2 separate regions of the Mus musculus genome follow, and region 2 is linked to region 1. A link is a contact called in public promoter capture Hi-C data. All regions are on one chromosome and are shown on one strand. The core of a region is the stretch at or near the end of the contact, and the rest is flanking DNA. Distances in the headings are between cores, read along the strand shown. Region 1 overlaps Alg8 (asparagine-linked glycosylation 8 (alpha-1,3-glucosyltransferase)). Region 2 overlaps Ints4 (integrator complex subunit 4).

Evidence for each region. Capture Hi-C pulls out chosen DNA fragments and counts their contacts.
Region 2: a promoter capture Hi-C map of adipose tissue shows a contact between it and region 1. The contact joins two enhancer-like sites. A contact is called at or near these places in 1 of 115 datasets of contacts at active chromatin or transcription factors (embryonic stem cells) and 3 of 9 other capture datasets (adipose tissue, liver and pancreatic islet).

What each region holds. Positions count from the first base shown.
Region 1 is chr7:97,385,230-97,389,446 of GRCm38.p6, reverse strand. Alg8 (asparagine-linked glycosylation 8 (alpha-1,3-glucosyltransferase)) reads right to left here. Exons shown (of 13, transcript NM_199035.2): 9 at 2,506-2,645; 10 at 859-998. Among named protein-coding and RNA genes, the nearest start is that of Ndufc2, 13 kb to the left of the region's middle. Within about 2 kb of position 2,721, at least 76 of the 459 cell types and tissues checked have an H3K27ac peak or open chromatin away from gene starts, as enhancers often do. A contact at or near this core is called in adipose tissue, where this site is marked.
Region 2 is chr7:97,509,533-97,514,042 of GRCm38.p6, reverse strand. Ints4 (integrator complex subunit 4) reads right to left here. Exons shown (of 23, transcript NM_027256.2): 11 at 4,247-4,452; 12 at 374-516. Among named protein-coding and RNA genes, the nearest start is that of Ints4, 31 kb to the right of the region's middle. Within about 2 kb of position 1,877, at least 12 of the 459 cell types and tissues checked have an H3K27ac peak or open chromatin away from gene starts, as enhancers often do. A contact at or near this core is called in adipose tissue, where this site is marked.

The DNA.
Region 1 (4,217 bases), core at 1,472-3,971:
GGTCTGCTGAAGTTCTGTGATCTGTTAGCTCTGTGACTTAGCGTTTTTCTTTTTTCTTTTTTTAAGATTTATTTCTCTGTTTTATGTATATAAGTACACTGTTACTCTCTTCAGACACCCCAGGAGAGGACACGGGATCCCATTACAGATGGTTGTGAGCCACCATGTGGCTGCTGGGAGTTGAACTCAGGACCTCAGGAAGAGCAGTCAGTGCTCTTAACCACTGAGCCATCTCTCCAGCCCTGTGACTTCGATTTTAAGGCAGCGTCTTGGTGTAAATCCCAAGATGGCCTTGAAGTCATGATCCTTCTGTCTCAGCCTCCTCAGTACAGGGGATGCAGGCATGGGGCTTAACTGTGTAACTTGGAAAATCATGAGCACTCTGGGCCCGGTTTCTGCAGATTCTAAGATGGGATTACACCAATTTATCCTAAGTATCCCAAAGCATGCAAACCAATATGACATGAAAGAAACAATCAAACAGTTCTGGAAAGTCTAAAGTGGACATACATGGAACCATTTTGTCATACTTAGTCCTTACTTGGACTAACAACATGGAACAGGGACCTGGGACTTTATTTTCACTGATGTGTTGATGCCAAGGATGCCAGCCTTCCCCAGGGCACGCTCCCACACAATATCCAGACCTGCTACAGGGCTTAATCATCAAAAATATGGGATCAACACATGGATTTTTTGCACATCTCAGAATCCTGACAGGTCTAAAGATCAAGCCAGTTTGCCTGCTGCCCTCATTGCAGTGCCTTCGTGTCTCCCATACCACTGGCTATGTCTAGAATAGGCAGCCACTAGATAGCTAGACATTGAAACATGCCAACCTTCGAGCTGTTTGCTTACCTCATTGGGAGAATCGCAAGGAGTATGGCTTTCTCATGGACATGCCACCCAAACATGAAGGAACTCAAGGCACAAAGAACCAGGCATCGGAGAAAGCCTCTGGGCCCTTGGGGTTTAAACCAAAGACAGAAAACAGAGGGCTAGAAACAACAGGCAAAGACAAAACTTCAGTGTCATTTAAGGTCAGCTTTGCAGAAGCAAGGCACAGGCAAACACAGGCTGTGTGGATTTTCTACTGCACTGGAATAATCTATCACTCTGTGTACAGTCCCCCAAAGCTAGCTTTAGAAAAGAAAATGCAAACCCATAGAAATATGTATTTACTTCATTAAAATGAACCTTATCCAAATTAATAAATGATGCTAAGTTCTGGGATATAAAATTTATCAATCTACAAAAATTCACAGGTGTTTTGGGGATAGCACATTAGATTTTACCAGTTTTGTGAGTGCAGTATAATTTAGAATACAGCCTTTGACTCTTACAAAGCTGAGGATTTATGGTGTGGTTCTTTGTTGTTGTTTTAAACATTTTGCTTCTTTCTCTCTGGTATTATCTGTATGTGTAAGCACAGTTGTGTGGGGGAAGGGCTTACGCACACAAAGTGGTCAGAGGAGGAAGTTGGGTATTGTGCATTCTATCACTGAGTTATTCCTTTGAGAAGGAGTCTCTCACTGAACCTAGAGTCAGGCTGGTGTTCAGCAAGGCCCCGCCATCCTCCTGACCTCCACACTGCTGGGTTAAAGGCAAGCAGACACGTGCATCCGTGCCCCACAGTTTATCATGGTTGCTGAGGATCTGAGCTCAGATCCTCAGGTCTGCACATCGTAGTCTCATTCACTGAACCACAGCCCCAGATTCAAGGCTGAGGCTTACCAGTGCGGCCACGTAGCCAAGTGGGGCCAGGTGTCTTGCCAAGAGATTTTGATCACTTAGAAACCAAAATTTAAGGGAATATTTAATTATCCTTTGTGCTAAGTTGTTTATGTTGAATCCTACTGAAACTATCACAAAACGGAAGTCACCACGCACTGACAGGTGAGAAAGAGGCTTGACCCACAGTGGCTTTCACTCTTTTTTTCTTTTTTTGAGACAAAGTCTTGCTATGTAGCCAGACTGGCCCCCCAAAGAGCAATGTTCCTGCCTTCACCTCCCCTGAGCTTGGACTGCCGGCTCACGCCATCATGCCTGGCTTCACAACAGACTTCCATCTGATGAGCGAAGAGCTGCTGCTTCTCTTAATTCATTATTACCAAGACAAAAAACATCCTGTTTTCCAGACACATTTTGATCCTTTAGCCAAGGATGAGGAACACAAACCAAGCCTGGATGTTCTGCCACTCGGATTTCCTGCTCCACAGCACGCTCCCTGCTTCCCACTGAGGCTGTTCTTACTCCTCGTGCCAGGCTGGACAGATGGCTTAAACAGCCCCTGGCAAGCCTTTCTCACAGAGGCTTTCCTGGTAATCCTCCCTCACTCTGTTCAAGGTTCTCTGAGAATTGCTAGGAAATGCTGCAGCCTGCAGGATTTCAGCTATGGAATTTATCCTGCAGTTGGAAAAGCTTGGAAGCTGAAATTCAGTCAGCACCGGGACAGGAAAAGCAGAGGAAGATTCAGCAAATGAGCACCACATGCCAAGTTCTTACCAATATGGCTATCAGTGTGCAGATGAGGGTTGCCAAAGGGGAAACTGAGGGAAGGACTGTGTGCTGGAACTGCTGAACCAAACCACTTGTCATTGAGGCCCTGGGGATCTGGCTGGGGTCAAGAAGCTTCAATTTCAAACCTAGAGAGTAAACAGACATTTTACTTTAATCAATAGGATTCCATAGCTCATGAGTCAGGTCCTTGAGCAATAGTCTTAAAAAGCTACAAAGTCTGCCAGCTGTTCACAGCTGGGTCTCATGGGCTTGAGTCCATGCTGTGTCGCCTCCAGCAGACGCTTCTTTCTGGTTTTAGATGACAATCTAGTTATAGACTAGAACTGGAATTGGCTATTTGTGCTGTGTACAGGAACTTTGTGGGCAGGCAGCATGTGAGCAGCCATCTTCTTTAGCACTTAAACAACACAAGCTATTTAAAATACAGACCATGTCACACTACATCTTTGAACCTTTCATTTCCTGTAGCCTTCAGTTCATAATCCCACAGACAGTACAGTCTTCATTGATCTGTCACCTGTGGAGCTCTCCAGCCTCATCTGTGCCAATGAGCCTTAGTCTCAGGGGACTGTGAGTCCCTCCAAAGCTGTGTCTCTGCTCATGAAACTAACTCCCTCTGAATGACGCATCCACTCTGCCAAACTAATTGAGTCATGCACACAGAACCAAATGGAGAGGCGGAGCTGCGTTGTGAGGTCGCTGGTGCAGTTTACATGCTTACTTTTTCTACTATGCTATGTCCCTGAAATAGAGAACTGATGAGGTCATTGGGTTTTGTCTTGTTTTTGGATTTTTTTCGAGACAGGGTTTCTCTCCATAGCCCTGGCTGTCCTGGAACTCACTCTGTAGACCAGGCTGGCCTTGAACTCAGAAATCTGCCTGCCTCTGCCTCCCAAGTGCTGGGATTAAAGGCGTGTGCCACCACCGCCCGGCATGATGAGGTCATTCTATCCCCAAACACAGAAGTTCAATCAGTACTTGTCAGATGAACCAAGTCTGGAACAATGATGCAAGCCCCACCCAAAATGAACTCCAGAGTAAAACCAGGGCAGTCAGACAGCCTGAGCACCTACACAGGCCTATCTGTTGCCACAGAGTGCCAGTAATGTGGAGAAGATGGAGCCTACAGATGTATTTTCTACTTACTCCTTTCCCCTTCAATTTTAGGTTCTTCTTTTCCTCTTTTTGTTTTGAGACCCATCTCATATAGCTCAGGCTAGCTTTGAACTCCTGATCCTCTTGCCTCCACTCCTCAAGTGTTGGAATTACAGGTATGTACCCTCATACCCCGTTCTTGCCCCTCTTTTTGAGACAGGATGTCATGTAGTCAACCCAGCCAACAATGACTCTGAACTTCTCGTCTTCCTGCCTCTCCCTCTGAGAGCTGGGGCTGCAGTTGTACCTACCACAGTGGTTTATACAATGCTGGCCGAGGAACTAGGATTTGCACTCCACCAGGCCAGCTGCTCCCTAGCCCCTGTTCTATCTTAAACCTCTTGGCTACTCCCCTGAGTTTCTGAACCTCCTCTAACTTTCCATGTAAGGGATCTTTGGGGAGGCGGTGCCTTACAAGGTAAGGTACAGCAGTTTCCCGACTCAGGCAGGGTAATCAGACCTTGTACTGCACACTAGACTGAGTGGTAACTGCTTTTTAAAATACAAATGTTGAAGTTTCTTTGTAAGAATGCCATTACACT
Region 2 (4,510 bases), core at 628-3,127, 130 kb before region 1:
CTCTGCTTATATTCAGAACCCAGGTAGGAAAAGCAATTAAGCAGGTCCTTCTGGAGATCTACACAGCAGAGCCTCTCTAAAACTAGACTTCATTTCTAAATGTTCTGACTTTTTTTTACTATCTTGTCCAACCTTCCTATCTATGTATTCCCTACCTCTCTATCCTCTGCAAGCTGAGAGTGGACTCCATGAGCTAAGCCATTTTTTTTTGTTTTTTTTTTTTAAGATGTATTTTATTTATGAATACACTGCGCCCAGGTTCTAAAGTCAAGGTGAAACTGAGGGCTACACCTAGTCTAGGACGATCCACCAAATAATGTGCGCGCTACAGTTTTCTTTTGACGAGACTTAGTAATGAGGTAAACGTCCTTACTTCCATATGGAGTCCCTGTCAGTAGGGTACTTGGTTAGGTTTTTTAGAAGCTCCACCAGTGCAAGATGAATCCCTTCTTTGGTTGAGACATTAGTGCAGCATAAGAGTTCATGAAGAGCCTCTCTAATATCCCTGGATGAATCCTTTGCAGAAGAGAAAAACAGAAAGGTAAAAATTAGCAACAGGGATTCATGTTCCACACACCGTTCCCTTCTCCATGACCACGTGTCCATTTAGGCTGTGCATATGAAAAAAATATTTAGAAATTTGCTAGCTAAAATCCCTGGGAAAGACCTCATTTTATTGATCTAAGAAGGGGCCTTGCCTCTTTCTATTCTTTCTCTTCTTCTTCCTGGTTTTATTTATTTAGTTTATTTATTTTTTGAGACTTTACTCTGTAGCCTTGGTTGGCCTAGAGTTTGTTATGTAGACCAGGCTGGCTTTGAATTAAAGGAAAGCACCACCACCTCACCTGGCTTCTCTCTGGTTTGTTGTTGTTGTTTGTTTGTTTGTTTGTTGTTTTTGTTTTGAGGCAGGGTCTCACGCTGTCCAGGTCCAACTGGTACTATGTAGCGAGGACATAGGATGGCCCTGAACTCCGATCCTCCTGCCTCCACTTCCCGAGCACTGGGATTACAGCTCTGCCCCACCCTGCCCACCCCCTTTTGCTCTTTAACCTTCCCTTTTCCCTGTGTCTGAATCTTTTACCTCAATGTCTGAGTTATCAGTGGCTGACAACTATGAAAAGAGCAGGCTGTGCTGTGGTGGTCTCACACACTTGTAGTGCCAGCACTTGGGAAGCAGAGGCAGAAGGATTACAAGTTGAGGGCAGCCTAAATACATAACAAGACCCACGCACACACAAAAGAAGAGGAACAGCTTTAGAAAAAAAAATCAAAGACTACTAGGATGAGTTGAATATTTTATAATCAAAAGGATCAAAAACCATAAAGGCCTTAGAGTAGAATGCTTAAAAACAGCCCAGAAGTCTGTGTGGCCAGATAACACCAACAAATGAGATGTGGGTTGCATGAGCTCCACAGCCCTCCCGCACAATGTGACAGCACACTTCAGCCATTTGTCTTCCTGACACACAGTCCTCTTTGGTCTCAGAATACAAATTACTCACAACAGACCTAATCTCTGCCCTTCTGCCTGCAATGTCTGTCCGCCTCACACTGCCAACAATTCTTGCCACACTAGTCCTAGTTCCTTCTCGTTTTGAGTTCAACTTTAGATTCCTTAGATCTGACTGCTGCACTCCCTGACCGTAAAGAGCCAGGCTCCCCTGACAGACCCTTATGGTATCTCCCTCAAGCTGTGTGCACATTTCATTTTACTACTGTGCCTTTCTAATAACTACTTCTGACTCCCATGAGACTGCGAGGTTCATGAGAGCAGATCACAGCTGTCACTCACTATTACAGCCTTTCTTACAGCAGGGCCTGGCACAGGACAGACAGAAATACTAAAGACAACAGGTAAAAGGAAAGACCAAAGAAAGGACTAATAGCTTACTCAGATCTGTCTGACTCCAAACCCTGCCAACTTAACCATAAGATGATGCATCATGTATAAGCGAATCTCCATGCTGACCATGGAAGCTATAGTGATGTCCTGGAGAAATAATGTTCAATCTAGCAAGAAAGCAATTTTAATTTATGTATTTCTTAAGTGCTATATAAATGCCAGTTATATAGCTATCCTGTGCAGATTTGTTTTAGGAAATATTGGCTAAGCATTCACTATGACTAAGTCACTAGGTTGAGCCCGAAAAGAACATGATGAAAGTCATCCCATAGTAACTCTACTTATAGAGTTAATGATCTCATTAGGGGGATAGAACAAACAGATAACCCTGAGAGACATGATAAAAGAGGAAAAATAAAGAGGAGACATATAAGATTGGTATTTAATATGCATCAAATGATGGACAGAACAGAACAATCTGGTATAAATTTCAAAAAGGTTTCAAGAATGAGAAATGCTGAAAGACAGACAAGGCCATGTCAAATTCTCTTCACAAAATCCTCCAACAATGTTCCAGAAAGCTTAGTGGATGATTCAGTCACCTGTCCCCTGACTTCTCCACTTTCTCACTAAGCTGCAAACTGAACTGAAATTCTTACCATGTTGACCCTTGGCCTTGCCAGGAACAGTTTTTTACCTGCTGTCCTTTAAGCAGCATGACTAACTGGATGACGTATCATTAGGTCTCCCACATGTCTAGACAGTTTAGCTTATGGACAAGATCTGTCACCATCTGAAACTGTTTCCTTTCTTGAGACTATAATTATGCTCAATGAGAATGGGTATCTGGTTTTGACACAATATTTCCAATCCACTGACAGTACTTGATGAATAATCAAATTCTCTAGGTAGGACAGTATCTCAGCATAGTCCAAAAAAGAAATTCGAGCTGGAAGGACTAGCTGGCTAAGGTTCAAAGCAAAGGCGGTAACACAGTAAATGTAAGAAAGCTGTGATCAGCAGAGTGGAAAATAGTTTGTATGTCTGAATTCCTGGAATATCTGAGTGGAAGAGCTAATATACTGTGGAGAGAAACAGAATCTACCAAGTGAACAGTGGCAGTTTTCTAAGCAGAGGGGACAACGACAGGGATGGCAACGTAGTAAGGAAAGGCATGAAGACACAGAAGTGAGTATAGGATGAAATTCAAGGTCAGGAACCAGGACACAGAAAGCTAAAACTACAGGCCAACGGCTCAAGTCTGTAATGCCGTCACTGAGGAGGTTATAGGAAGAGGACGGTCTTAGGTTCAGGGCTAGCCTAGGATGCAATGAGTTCCAACCAGTGTGAGGCACTGTCTAGACAACAAAACAAAACAAAAACAAACTAAAAAGGAGAGAGACTATCTATGACAAATGGCACACAGCATAAATATGCCTTCTTAGAATTACCAACTTATTTACAAATAAAGATGTGATTTCAGGAAAATTTTTAAAAATGCTATGGAACTCAGTGCTCAGAAAAAGTGGTAAGGACCCTCTTAAAAGAATGCAGCAGGAGGGGCTGGAGAGTTGGCTCAGTGCTTAAGAGCACTGGCTGCTCTTTCAGAGGACCTGATTCAATTGCCAGCACCCACATGGCAGCTTACAACTGTCTGTAACTCCGGTTCCTGGGGATCCAACATCCTCACACAGACATAAATGCAAGTAAAACTCCAATGCACACAAAAGATAAATAAGTAATTTTTTAAAAAAAAGAAACTGTACATCTTAAGAAAAAAAATGCAGCCAGAATCTGAAATAATTATGCTAATAGTGAGGCATCAGATTTGTTCTTCCTTTGATGGGTGTTGGTGGGGACTGATGCCAGATCCCATTTATTAACAGTGAGACTCCAACATCAGCCCCTGCAAGTGGATCCAGACACATCAGAAAAATAACCCAAGAACATGAGTTCTACAGCCTAGGAAGTGAGACTCTGTATTGACTATGTGACCTCAGACAATTATTTCTCTGTAAAACCTCATGGTGGGAAGAACTGAAGACTAAGACCCTTTCCTGCTAAATGGAATAAAAAGGAAGATGGGAAAGGCTTCTTCACCATGTGTCTGCTACTTTACCACAGGTACTTCCCACCCTCCCTCCGGTCTTCAGCTGTATGCTACCACCGCTATGAACACCGCATACTTCTGTCTCCCTGACTCAGCTGGCCCAAGCTAGACATTCTTTTTATTCCCTTCCTTGGTCACAGCCATAGCAAGCTGATTCATATTGCTCACTAATATCCAGCTCCACTTTGGGGAGAAGAGGGTAAGATGGCAGAACTGTGCTGTCTGATGATTTTAGGGGAGACAGCCTCATAGGTACCTGATGAAGAAATGAATGACCAGCTAGAAACACTCACCTCTAACACAGCCAGGACAGTGTCAAGCTGATCTTCTCGGAGGGTGATATTGTTAGAGATTTTTCTCATGGTGTGTATGGACTGCAGACGCACTTCCTCAATTTCATCATTGAACATGTCAACTAGAAAGTCAAGGCACTTTTCAGCAAAAGAGGGCGAAGACTGGGCTAGCATGCACAGAGCCTCCACAGCAGCAATGCGAACCTCTGCAACATGAAAAACAAAACAAAAGCCCAAATTAAACTGAACACTACACTAGAGCCA